Linked DNA regions of Sus scrofa: all the other regions are linked to region 2. The links are chromatin contacts, called in public Hi-C maps. All regions are on one chromosome and are shown on one strand. The core of a region is the stretch at or near the end of the contact, and the rest is flanking DNA. Distances in the headings are between cores, read along the strand shown. Region 1 has its middle 45 kb from the start of CHRNA9. Region 2 holds the start of RHOH (ras homolog family member H). Region 3 overlaps LOC106504627 (a long non-coding RNA gene).

Evidence for each region. Hi-C and Micro-C count contacts between places; a contact is called where the count stands out from the background.
Region 1: a contact with region 2 is called in a Hi-C map of blood, with 2.9 times the contacts expected there. The contact joins the enhancer-like site here to the promoter of RHOH in region 2. A contact is called at or near these places in 2 of 5 promoter capture datasets (fetal liver and liver), 11 of 47 Hi-C or Micro-C datasets (alveolar macrophages, blood, embryonic fibroblasts and 4 more) and 1 of 2 datasets of contacts at active chromatin or transcription factors (alveolar macrophages).
Region 3: a Hi-C map of mesenteric adipose tissue shows a contact between it and region 2, with 1.6 times the contacts expected there. The contact joins the enhancer-like site here to the promoter of RHOH in region 2. A contact is called at or near these places in 2 of 5 promoter capture datasets (fetal liver and liver), 9 of 47 Hi-C or Micro-C datasets (alveolar macrophages, blood, liver and 4 more) and 1 of 2 datasets of contacts at active chromatin or transcription factors (alveolar macrophages).

The regions. Positions count from the first base shown.
Region 1 is chr8:31,395,560-31,399,635 of Sscrofa11.1, reverse strand. No RefSeq gene overlaps it. Among named protein-coding and RNA genes, the nearest start is that of CHRNA9, 45 kb to the left of the region's middle. Within about 2 kb of position 1,780, at least 15 of the 83 cell types and tissues checked have an H3K27ac peak or open chromatin away from gene starts, as enhancers often do. A contact at or near this core is called in alveolar macrophages and retroperitoneal adipose tissue, where this site is marked.
Region 2 is chr8:31,318,908-31,323,314 of Sscrofa11.1, reverse strand. RHOH (ras homolog family member H) reads right to left here and starts at 2,261. Exons shown (of 5, transcript NM_001244789.1): 1 at 1,946-2,261.
Region 3 is chr8:31,413,723-31,417,943 of Sscrofa11.1, reverse strand. LOC106504627 (a long non-coding RNA gene) reads right to left here. Exons shown (of 2, transcript XR_001298257.2): 2 at 1,032-1,490. Among named protein-coding and RNA genes, the nearest start is that of CHRNA9, 27 kb to the left of the region's middle. Within about 2 kb of position 1,328, at least 18 of the 83 cell types and tissues checked have an H3K27ac peak or open chromatin away from gene starts, as enhancers often do. A contact at or near this core is called in alveolar macrophages, fetal liver, liver and 4 more, where this site is marked.

The DNA of each region.
Region 1 (4,076 bases), core at 531-3,030, 77 kb before region 2:
GCTGATTGTCCATGTGGTTTGCCCTGGCTTCGACGATATGGATGAGGGCACAGTCACTCCCAGGAGATGGCAAAGCAACAAGACAGAAGTAACGGTGATTGGAAGAACTTGCAACCACAGTAGGAAGCAGAGCAACCACTTAGCCTGGACTGGAAGAGAGAGATAAAACCAAATCATTTTTGTGGTGGGGAGTCAGGAGAGGGGGGATGTGGCAGGAAGAGGATCTCACTGTGTCAGCATTTAGCGTAAATCTTAGCTAACACTATGGCAAAATTACTCAAAAATTACTCAAAAATTGAGATAACTTATTATTCCATTTTTTAATTTGCCATTTTCTGTGCTACATATCCTCCATTTTTTTGTGTGTGTGTTTTTGGCCACATCAGTGGCATGTGGAAATTCCTGGGCCAGGGATCAAATCAGCACCACAGCAACAACCCGAGCCACTGCAGTGACACCACCAGATCCTTAACCTGCTGCACCACAAGGGACCATTGGCACTCTCCATCTTTTGACCTTTGCAAAATGTGCTACAAACATAATGGCCTGTGGGAGGAAGGGGCTTGGTAGAAATCAAGGAGTGTGTCCGGCTCCCACAGCTGGGCTGAGAGAGCAAGACTTGGAAGAGCACACATGCGGGAAGGTCCAGAGATGCAAAGAATTCCGCAGGACAGGAGCTCTGAGCCATACTGCCATGACAATGCATGCTCGGCTGGACTCATGACATCTCAGGGAGGGTCCCAAGACAGGATATGGAGTAGAGAGATGATCCAGTTCCATCTAGACTCTAGGGGTCAGGGTAACTCCTACCAACACCTGGACCAAAACAGTGATTAATCCAAGAGGGCAGGAATATGCAAGGATTAAGAATACAGATTCTTGGGAGTTCCCATTGTGACTCAGCAGTGATGAACCCCACTAGTATCCATGAAGATGTGAGTTCAATCCCTGGCATCAATGAGTGGGTTAAGGATCCAACATTGCCATGAGGTATAGGTTGCAGACTCAGCTTGGATCCAGCATTGCTATGGCTGTGGCATAAGCAGGCAGCTGCGACTCCAGTTCAACTCCTAGCCTGGGAGCTTCCATATGCCATGGGTGTGGCCCTAAAAAGAAGGAGTAAAGATTCTAGAGTCAGAGTGGATGAGTTCTACTTTCTGCTCTACCACCTATAACCATGTGACTTCAGGGAAGTAACTTAAAACCTTAGCCTCAGTTTCCGTCTTTGTAAATTGGACATAGCAATAATATCCACCTCCAAGTGTTATCATGGAGAATTGAAAGGAATAATGTACATAAAATAGTCAGCAGGGCACATGAGATATGATGAGTGATCAATAAGGATTAGCTTTTATTGATAATAATATTATTTCTTTGTGATGGTAATATGACACCCTAGCTTTTATTCAGGGCTTAGAGAAAAATCAGTAACGTGGAAAGTTGCAGGCTCAGTTGTTTCCACAACGACCTGAGTTCAGTGGCAGGAGCATCACTCCCGCATGTGAGGTGTCCCGAGTACCAGCAGCTCCATTGCTCGGCTGGGAAAACAAAGAGGTTGAGAAATGCGCCTGAGGTAACAAGTAAGTGACAGAACTGAGATGAAAGCTGGGATCTCAAATCATCATTCGGGTCCCAAGGCACTTTTAGCAAAGCCAGGCTGAACTAAGAACACTCTTACCTGCAGTTTCAGGTGCCTGGGACCTGCCCCCACCTGGCTCCTCCTTCCCACCGCGTTGCCCTCTCAGAAAGCCACCCGCTGTCACTCAGGCACTCAGGCAGGAAAGCCACAGTCACTCTGTACTTCCTGTTTTCCTTCACCCCCTGCTTCTAATCAGCGCTCAAGGGGTGTCTGTGTCATCTCTGAAACTGCTCTCACGTCCATCCACTTGCCTCGACCTCCACCCCCAGCCTATTTCAAACCACCTCTTCATGGGCATCTACTCTTGCTTTCCTTTCCTTTCCTCTTGGCAGCCATAGGGAGTTTTCAAAACCCAAATATCATGATTTCCTGATCTGCCTAGGACCTCCTATCAGCTTCCCACTGCCCCAAGAGGAAGTTCAACCAGCCTCCCTTGTTAGTGCCAGCCTAAACCACCCCCCTCCCCCCGGCTCTCGAAGCTCAAACCACACCAGACAGTTTTTCTGTTTCTAGAACAGAGGACAGAGCCCCCAGCCTTTGAATGCTATTTCCTCTGCTTAGGACACTGTTTCCTCCTCTGCCTCCCTTTATCTGACTCATTCACTCAAAAATATTTTGTATCAAACTCTCACTATATTGGCAAACATTGTTTTAGACCACAGAAAAACACATAACTTTTCTGTGCCATAACCTTTGTTAGAAATCTGGTAAAACCTATGGACCACTTTCTCAGACTAATGCCCCTTTTTTTTTTTTTTGATGATGATGATGAATTTTATATAAACCTCACTTTATTATTTACTTATCTCACTTGAATCTCACCACTATGGTTACATAAGGTAGCTATTGCACCTCCTACTTTTCACCCAACATATTACCATTGGGGTTGAAAAGATTACAGTGAACCCTGATATGGTAGGTAGAGTAATGGCCCCCCAAAGATATTCATGCTCTAACCCCTAGAACCTATGACTATGCTATATTATTAAAAAAAAAAAAAAAAAAAAAAAGACTTTCTGAATGGAATTAAGGACTTTAATACAGGGCAGTTATGCCTAAAGGGAGATTAGCCTGGGAGTTCCTGTCATGGCTCAGTGGTTAGTTAATGAACCTGACCAGTATCCATGAGGACGCAGGTTTGGTCCCTGGCCTCGTTCAGTGGGTTAAGGATCCAGCATTGTCATGAGCTGTGGGGGAGTCGCAGACGCAGCTCAGATCTGGCATTGCTGTGGCTGTGGTGTAGGCCAGCAGTTGTAGCTCCGACTCGACCCTCAGCCTGGGAACTTCCATATGCTGCAGGTGTGGCCCTAAAAAGACAAAAGATTAAAAAGAGAGAGAGAGAGATTAGCCTGGATTATCCAGATGAGTCTAATGTAATCAAATGGACTCAAGAGTGGAAGACGAAGCAAGGCAGAGGAGTTTATCAGATGGAAGGAGAGGTAGGAGAGATTCGACACTTGAGAGGGACTTGACCTGCCACTGCTGGCTTTGGAAATGGAGGAAGAGGAGTTTCGGCTATGGCACAGTGGGTTAAGAATCTGACTACAGCGTCTTGGGTCACTGCAGAGGCGCGGGTTCAATCACTAGCCCAGCACAGTGGGTTAAAGGATCTGACATTGCTGCAGTTGCAGCAGAGGTTACAGCTGTGGCTTGGATTCAGTCCCTGGCCCAGGAACCTCCATATGCCTTAGGGGTGGCCTTTAAAAAAAAAAAAATGGAGGAAGAGGGGTGTTAGGTTAAAATATGTCCCAGGCTAATGATTTTTAAATTCATAAAACAAACACAGAGGATTATAAAAGAAATTGTGTATCAAAATAGTTACCAAAATATTTTAAAACTGTGATACAGTAGCATATATGTTTCCTTATTATTGCCTCAAACGAGATCTACCAATGGGTCTAGAAAACATTTTAACTTCTTATTAGTGGTCAACACAAGTGACATTTCAAGATATCTGTAAAACGGTGGCGGGTGACAAGATCTCAAGCACAGTTCATATGACTGTGGTTTGTTGCACACAATGGAAGAAAATGCTAAATTTCAGTTAGGGGTTAGTGAAAATAAAAACGTATTTTTTTTTTTTTTGGTCTAAATTCATAGGGCCCAAGTGCTGGCCACAGCTTCCAGAGGGTCCCCAAGATTAGGTTCAATCCAAGGAACGTAGTAAGAAAAGTAGGAGCTGATGTTCTAGTCGGGAAGACTGATCATAAACACAATAGCTTCAGGTTGTGATGAGTTGTTTGGAGACAATAAACAAAATCATTTCAGACGATAATAAATTGTTTAAAGAAAATGAATAAAGTGATAGAGACTGACGAGTAACTAGGGTGCTTGATTAGGGTGATTAGAAATGGCCCCCAGGGAGTTCCATCGTGGCTCAGTGGTTAACGAACCAGACCAGTATCCATGAGGATGTGGGTTCGATCCATGGCCCTGC
Region 2 (4,407 bases), core at 1,012-3,511:
CACTGCCAGGGACTCACCAAACAGCCCTGTCGTGCCAGCTCAGAGGTCCTTGAGGCGCAGGGCTTGGCTTTGCTTTAAATACATATTTCAGCCAAGGAGCCCTCAGCTGACTAAACAATTTGCATGAATCTAAAGGGTCATGAAAACAGAAAAAGGATGCACCCCGGTCCATTGGTCCTGGCTCTTCACTCTGCTGTCTCCCAAAGCGAGAGCTGGGCTGCTGTGGGGAGGGAAGGCAGCCTGGGCCCCCACCACAGGTCCGTTTTCTCTCCTGAGCACCCCTCCTCTGAGATGGCCGGGCAAACACAATCCCCCAAATGTTAAGACTTGGTTTCTCAAAAACACCTTCATCTGAAATGTCCCCTGATATGGCAGATGAGTTCATTGTCTCTTTAACTGTCTCATAAGAATGAAGACGTCTTTTATTGAGGGTTTTTTGTCATTGTTGCTGTTTTGCTTTTTAGGGCCACACTCATGGCATATCGAGGTTCCTAGGCTAGGGGTTAAATCGGATCTGTAGCCGCCGGCCTACACCACAGCCACAGCAATGCAGGATCCAAGCCGTGTCTGCGACCTACACCAGAGCTCATGGCAACGCCAGATCCTTAGCCCACTGAGCGAGGCTAGGGATTGAACCTGCGTCCTCATGGATGCTAGTCAGATTCATTAACCGCTGAGCCACGACAGGAACACCTTATGGACGGTTTTAAAATAATCTACCAGGCTGCATCAGCTGAACTCATTCACAAGTAGTATCCTTGCCCTTTGCAAAGGTCTCTGCCAGTTATACCAGAGAGAACTCTTGATGACAATGGCAATTGTAATAAATAATAAACCTTAGAGACCTGTGATCTCTCTCATTTACTAAATTATTTTTACTTGGGGTTAATAAGATGCTTCCCCCTTCTTCTTATGGTGAGGGTTTTAAGTGAAATGATTTAGATTTAGTGGGTAACGTTTAAACAGATTCTCCTTCACGATATGCCACCTAATAAAACATTTCGGTGGGTTCTGAAGATGGGAAAGGGGTTCTAAAACCTTGTCTGAATGCTGTGAGTTTCAAACCCAGGGCATTGGTCAGACTGTAATTATTTTTACCCAGCTCCCCACCAAGTGATAAACAGCTTCGTTAAACCAAAACACGCATTCCTTCTGATTGAGAGATTTTTATGACGGGGATTATAAAATGTTAGCTCTTCATGAGAGAAAGAGCTTAACTCTGATGTATCACTTTCCATGTAAAAATACATTCACACAAAATACCCTTTAAAAGTCTAAATATTAAAATATCCCTGCAATGCCACAGGCTAGAAAACGCGTGAATGATTTCCTCCTTATGCATTTTAATTCATTATCAACAACAGCCTCCCTAACCGGATGAGAATATCATTTCAAACATCTTTTAGCTTCCCTCTTGTAGCCAAAGCCATAAAAACATCATTTCCCCCTCTGTTATCCTCATCATCTATTTTCAACCTGTTTTAATGTCACATAATATATTGCTTTTTGTTTCAGCGAATGTCAGGTTCTCAGGAGTCTCAACTGCCATTTTTATCCTGGTTTGTTTGCCATGATAAACTGTGTATCCAGCAAACATTTACATACTGGCCCTTTTTGCTGCGGAGCCATAATTTATAACAATGCAGGGCCTTGTTGCAGAAAACAATGGCACCCAGCTAATCACTCAAGCTGTGGCTCTAAATTGAGGGTGAAACCTTTTATTTTAAGTGTCAAAGCAGAAATAATGTTGTCAAATGACCTTCAAAGCAGTCCTTGCTTAGTTGATGCGCTTTTCCAACACTGCAGACATAAGGCAAAGACATTTAGAACCTTTTTACACTATCCTTCCACGATAGGTTAATAAACTACAAAAGCACACCAGCATCACTGCATTCTGTTCACAACTTGTTTTTGACTCAAAATATAATCTGGCTTTGTCACCCACCTTATTCCCGAGATGTTAGCTCCAAAAGGCTGTCTCCAAAAATCACATCCACTGGGAAAGGACAAAGATGGGCTATCATTGAAGAAAATGTGAAAGAATGTGCCTCAGGCTCTGAGAGCAAACCCAAGGAGGAGTTTGACACGATAGGAGAGTAGTGTGCTTGGGTCAAGCAGCAGCAACTCCCAGAGGACTTCTGCACAGCGCACAAGATCCTCTCTGATGTAGAAATTCTGATTTGTTTAAAAAAGAAGAAGAAGGCCATCGCTGCCTCTTCTGGCACTCATATTTTACTCGTTGCCTTGATAGGGATCTCTGGTTTGGGCACAAACATTGCAGGGTAACTGCAACTCAGCGCACCTGCTCAGAGCCTCAGAGCGGGGGTTGCAGACGTTTCGGTTAAAAGGCAGGGCCCAGTGAGTACTGACTTGCCATCGTTTCAAAGTAACGGATCTCCTGCACGGTTCTGGAAGGAACAGTTTAAAGCCTGTACCCAAGCGCAGTCGGAAATTTTGGAGAATTATGAATTTGGATTCAGACAAAGCAAGCTTCGAATCCCAGGTCCACTTATTAGCAAGGATGAGGCTCTGATCTTCCCATCTGGGGAAGAGGTATCATTGTATCTATCTGGGAAGGCTTTTGTAAAACAGCTGCATGGTCCTTGCAATATAGTAGCCACTCAATACAGGATGTCTATTAATTACCACTCCTGTTTTGAACTTTTTCCCTCTGGAGGTTTTTTCCCTCTACTTCCACCCCCCTCTTTAAATAACAACTTCTGAACTTCAGAATTTGAGAAGCTTTGCCAGTGCCAAATTCTAGCTGAAATAAAATCATTCAAGCTTACACATCATGTGTAGGATTCTAATGTCATGTTTTTATTGCCTCAACAGTTTTAAAGGGTCTGGAAAATTTTAAATTGGATTGTGAATGGTAATGTATTCCTTATGCATGATCACAGACTCCAGAAATGCCTTCTGAAGTCATCTGCTTGCCACACTACAAACATCATAAGATGGATGAGAATTGATCCTTTTCTTCCTCATTCAACAAATATTCGTTGAACACTGGCTATAATATTTATTGAGCTCCATGCTAGGTGCTGGAGAGACAGCAGTGAATAATAACCACCTCCAAAAAATCACATTATTTACATCTACTGGAAAGAAAAGCAATGGACATGAGATTTTAGTAATATGTTATGTTATGGAGTGCTAATTATTAAAAAAGAAAATAAAGTAGGAATGAGAGATGGAAAGTTTGGGTGGGGCGCATATGTAAATAGGGTGGTCAGGAAAATCCTGGGTGAGAAGATGAGGGAAGGAAGTCCTTTTTGAAAAAAAAAAAAAATCCAGTAGCCACTTCAATGTTTAATGGTGCCTACCATCAGCATCATCCCTAGATTGGATGATCATTTGCCTTCTCACTGATGGAAGGCGTGCTTCCTCTTTTTCTCAGACTTGGGAGAAATGTGGGGACCACCCAGTTCAACGGGGCTGCCCTCCCGCACTGGACGAGGAGCTCCTGCGGGCTCATCTGTCAGCCTCAGGCCTCCAGGTGAATGGCTCACTTCCCAGCCTGTCTCGTCCTTTCTGAATCTCTTCTCTGAATCCTTGGAAGTCATTTTCATCACAGACTGCGGAAGCTAGAGAGAGAGATGTGACCAGAGCCAAGTACCTAGAAGAATGTTCCAGGGTCATAAGAGGTTTTGAAGACACAGGGGCACACTGCTGCCTTGTCTGCCAGCTCTCTAGTCTCTGCTCCCTTGCTGTTTTTAACCAAGTCGTAATAACAATAAGCCGTGCTGGCCTGCCATGTATTGCACTTTTAACATGTGCCCATGAAGCATTTTATAGGCATTTTCTTTCTTTCTTTCTTTTTCACTTAAATAATCTGTGTTCAATTTTTTTTATTAAAGTGTAGTTGATTTACAATGGTGTGCCAGTTTCTGCTATACAGCAAAGTGATCCAGTCACACATATACATACATTCCCTTTATTTTATCTTATTTATTTATTTTTTTATTGCTTTTCAGGGCTACACCGGCGGCATATGAAAGTTGCCAGGCTAGGGGCTGAATCGGAGCTGCAGCCGCCAGCCTACACCACAGCCACAGCCATGCCAGATCCAAGCCCTGTCTGCAACCTACACCACAGCTCACTGCAGTGCCAGATCCTTAACCCACTAAGCGAGGCCAGGGATCGAACCCACATTCTCATGGATACCGGTCAGGTTAGTTACCACTGAGCCACAATGGGAACTCCTACATTTGCTTTCTTACATTATCCTCCATCATGGTCTATCCCAAGAGACCGCATATAATTCCCTACACTGTACAGTAGGACCTCATTGCTTATCCATTCTAAAAATAATAATTTGCATCTACTGACCCCAAATTCCCAGTCCATCCCACTCCCTTCCTCCTCCCCCATGGCAACCACAAGTCTGTTCTCTATATAGGGATT
Region 3 (4,221 bases), core at 79-2,578, 96 kb before region 2:
ATGATTGATTCTAAAGGTTACCATTGCAGGAAGAGACCACAGAGAAAGATCCAAATGGACTCGCAGACTGAAAAACTTATGGTTACCTAAGGAGACAGGGATGAGGGGGAGGGATGGGCTGGGGGTTTGGGGCTGGCATGCGCACACTGAGGTATGTGGAATGATTGGCCAATGGGGACCTGCTGTAAAGCACAGGGAACTCTACCCAATATTCTGTGATAATCTATATGGGAAAATAATCTGAAAGAAAAATGGATATGTGTACATGTATAACTGAATTGGTTTGTTGTACAGCAGAAATTATCACATTTTAAATCAACTATATGTCAATAAAACTTTAAAAAATTATAAAACAGGAGTTCCCATCAAGGCTCAGTGGAAACGAATCCGACTAGGAAACATGAGGTTGCGGGTTCAATCCCTGGCTTCACTCAGTGGGTTAAGGATCCCATGTTGCCATGAGCTGTGGTGTAGGTCACAGACGGCTCGGATCTGGTGTTGCTGTGGCTGTGGTGTAGGCCAGCCACAACAGCTCCGATTAGACCCCTAGCCTGGGAAGCTTCTATATGCTGCAGGTGCAGCCCTAAAAAGACAAAAGACCAGAAAAATAAATAAAAAAAAAACAAAACAAAAACCAAAGATCCAAATGGAAGAAGTGTGTTCCAGCCCCCCTTAGAGACCTGACCACCGCAAATGCAAAGTTGTCTTCCTGACCGTGAGGAGTCATCCTAGTCAAAAGGAAGTTGTTGTTCCAGTTGCTACGCCTGGGAGTGCCTGTCTTCCTCAGGGGACAGGCCAGTCTCCGCAGAGTCGCTCTCTCAAGTCAGGACCAAGGCTTTCTAAGGCTGACTTGACTGGCGTGTCGACAGGTGCCTCATTTCCTGGCTGGATCTCCTCTTTTGTCCTCTTCCTGCCACCATAGAACTCATCCACTATGTCACACAGCTAGAAAAGGAAGGTCTCTTGGCCAAGGTGATGGATCAGTGAACTGGTCCACCACTCTATGGCCCCAAGAAGGAGACAAGGCAGCATTTTTTTTTTTTTTTTTTTTTTTTTTGGCAGATCAGCCTTTACTAAGGTGCGGATGCTGGTGTTGCTTGGTTATTTATAAGGAAGTTAAGCAATGGCAGCTTCTGTTTTCCCCACTCTGGGTGAGGGAGGAGGTGTTTTTTTTTTTTTCAAGCAGCGTGTCTTAGCAACTGAGAGGAACCCTGAAAGGGCCCCTTTCTGGTCTGCGGCTAATTCGGGTGGCTTGGGATCCCCATCTCCTCGAGATTAGCGTGCTCACAGCAGATGCCCTCTTTATCAATTGGCTGCATATGTTTCCTGTCCCAGCGGTTTGACATGGGCGATAGCAGCAGCTACTACCGGATATAAACAGACTTTACAGCCATGAGGTTCCTTGTTGGTTGCTTTAGCCCTTCTGCTTCCAAAGCTCGACTGAAAATAAAGTGGATCTCCTAGCCAGCAACGCCATCTCGAACCAGTTCCTGCAGGAAGGAGTCCCGAGGGAGGATGACAAGATTAAAAGGATACCTGGATGCCATCGATTGGTTATCTACCCTTAATGACCCACGGCATTTGATGGTCACAGAGAAAAGGGAAAAGCATGTTCATTTTCTATTTAACTGCTTGATTATAGATGCCAAGACAGGGTTCTATGAAGTCATAGTGTTAGCGCAGGAAGGGATTCTAGAGTTCCAATGCAGTAGCCTTATTTTAGAGGAACTAAGGCCCTGGAATATTCGATATCTCTGTGAAGGCCGTGACATTGGCTAGCAGCAGAACCAGAACTAGGACTTCGGCGTCTTGGCTGTGGTCTAACTCACCATCCGAGGCACCAGGGCATTTTCCCGATGGCAGAAGAGAAATGCGAGCACCTGATTTTAGTCCTGGGATCCAGTCCTACTTGGGCCTGACCGTTTCTCACAACCCCAGCAATAGGCTTACGGGAGAGATGCTACTGGTCTCTAAAGCCCATTCTCCCACTCTTCAGGAATAAAACACCAAATGTTAGCAGGGCACAGGCTGCTCAGAAAAACAATGTCACATTTCCCACTACCCCTTACAATGCACTCATGGCCAAGATCTGCCCAGCAAGAGGTAAAGGAAGGTGGTGAGTGCTTTAAAGGACTAGACCATAGCCTTCTCTGGCCCTTACTTCCTGACCAGTGACTGAAACGCTGACCATATGGAGGTTCCCAGGCTAGGGGTTGAATCGGAGCTGTAGCCACCGGCCTCTGCCACAGTCACAGCAACGCAGGATCTGAGCCACGTCTTCGACCTATACCACAGCCCATGGCAACGCCGGATCTTCGACCCACTGAGCAAGGACAGGATCGAACCCGCAACCTCATGGTTCCTAGTCAGATTCATTAACCACTGCACCACGATGGGAACTCCAGAGATATTTTTAAATACGTATTTTAAACCACTGCCGTTTTGGGTTTTTAGTCTCCAGCAAAATAATGCAACTCTAACACATTAAAATGAGAGTTTGTTGTAGAATTTCCTAGAAAAAAAAAAAAAGGGATTTCATTTCTTGGATCTAGATGCCCACTTAAAGAGAAGGGTCTGTTTTACAAAGAAGGCAGGAGCCAAAGATCCCCATCACAAACAAATCTAGCCGCTGCCCTTCCTGCTCATTTGACTTCATTTTGATTGAACCAGTTCCTCTTTTAAAACAAGGGTCCCCTGGGAAAGCTAAGCTCATTGAAGGTTCACACCTGAGAATCAGAACATCCTTTGCTGATTTGTAAGGAGCCTGGAGAAGGGCAGTTGTTGTGACTAGGGTGGAGGAGGAAGTGACACTTTGGGGAGGGTAAGCCAAGGGAGGAGGTACTGATGGAGGTGGGGGAGTTCCCGAGTCAGGGAAATGAAGAGGTGAGAAAGGTGCCAGAAAGGGCTGTGTGTGGGTGCTGGGTGCTAAATCACCCTGTGTCAACGTTGACTTGTATTCAGCATATGGGGACAGCTCATAACCACGAGAGGGCAGTAGCAGGAGGTGAAAGTCCAGGGACTCCAGGTCCCAAGTGTAACCCAGCCTTCTTGTCCAGTCTGAGGCTTCAAGGTTTCTTTGTCCAAAGTCCCCCTCTTTAACCAGGAGGAGTTGAGAAGGAGTGACTTCCTAGCAGCTTCATATTGGCCTGGGGTTCCCCCCCACCATGTTTTGGCCGTCTCCATATCACATATTGAACATTTTCTCAAAATAGACTTTAAATTGAAGTGGTTTTTTTTTTTTTTTTTATTTAGCCTTGCCCTAAGTGACATGACCTGCGAAATACTGGTTTGGTAGGCTAGTTATCTATATGGGCATGTGGCATAACTATTACATTAAAAAAGAAATGTTTGTGTCACCAGAAAACCATATGCATTTCATACTTGGAGAAGCACTGTATTATTTCAGTCAGTCCCCCACAATGACCCAAACAAGAAGGTACTAATATTAGTCCATTTTATAGATGAGAAAACTAAAATTAAATAGTTTCCTTAAGAGTTCTCACCAGGGGAATTCCTCTTGTGGCGCAGCAGAAACGAATCCAACTAGGAACCATGAGGTTGCAGGTTTGATCCCTGGCCTTGCTCAGTGGATTAAGGATCTGGCACTGCCGTGAGCTGTGGTGTAGGGGGCAGACATGGCTCGGATCTGGCATTGCTGTGGCTGTGGCGTAGGCCAGCAGCTACAGCTCCAATTCGACCCCTAGCCTGTGAACCTCTATATGTAGTGGGTGCGGCCCTAAAAAGTACAAAAATACAAAAAAAAAAAAAAAAGAGTTTTCACCAGAGCTGAGATTTGATTTGAACTGTTATGAAACAAAATTCAGCTGAGTACATTTGGAATTGGCTTTATTCAACAATTCATGAATTGGGCAGCATCGCATCTAGTAGATAAAAAGGAGCTCCAAGGAGCTATACAAAATGGAAGGCTTTTATAGGCAGAATAGGGAAGGACTAAGGAAAGAAAAATTACCTCATCTTTCCTTTGAGGGATGAAAAAGGGTCTGTGTGCCCAGTTACCACATTGGTGCTGACCATGAAATTCCAAACAGTGATAAGAGGGCATTCCTGGGCAGGGGGATATTGAAACGGCAAATAGGCAACGTCTTAAGTTCCCATTTGGTTTCATGGGCTTAGCACAAGTGATTCCATTTGGAGCCTGTTGGCTTTTTTTTTTTTTTTTTTTTAACAGAACTAAATTCTGTTTGACTTAAAAGGCAGTGG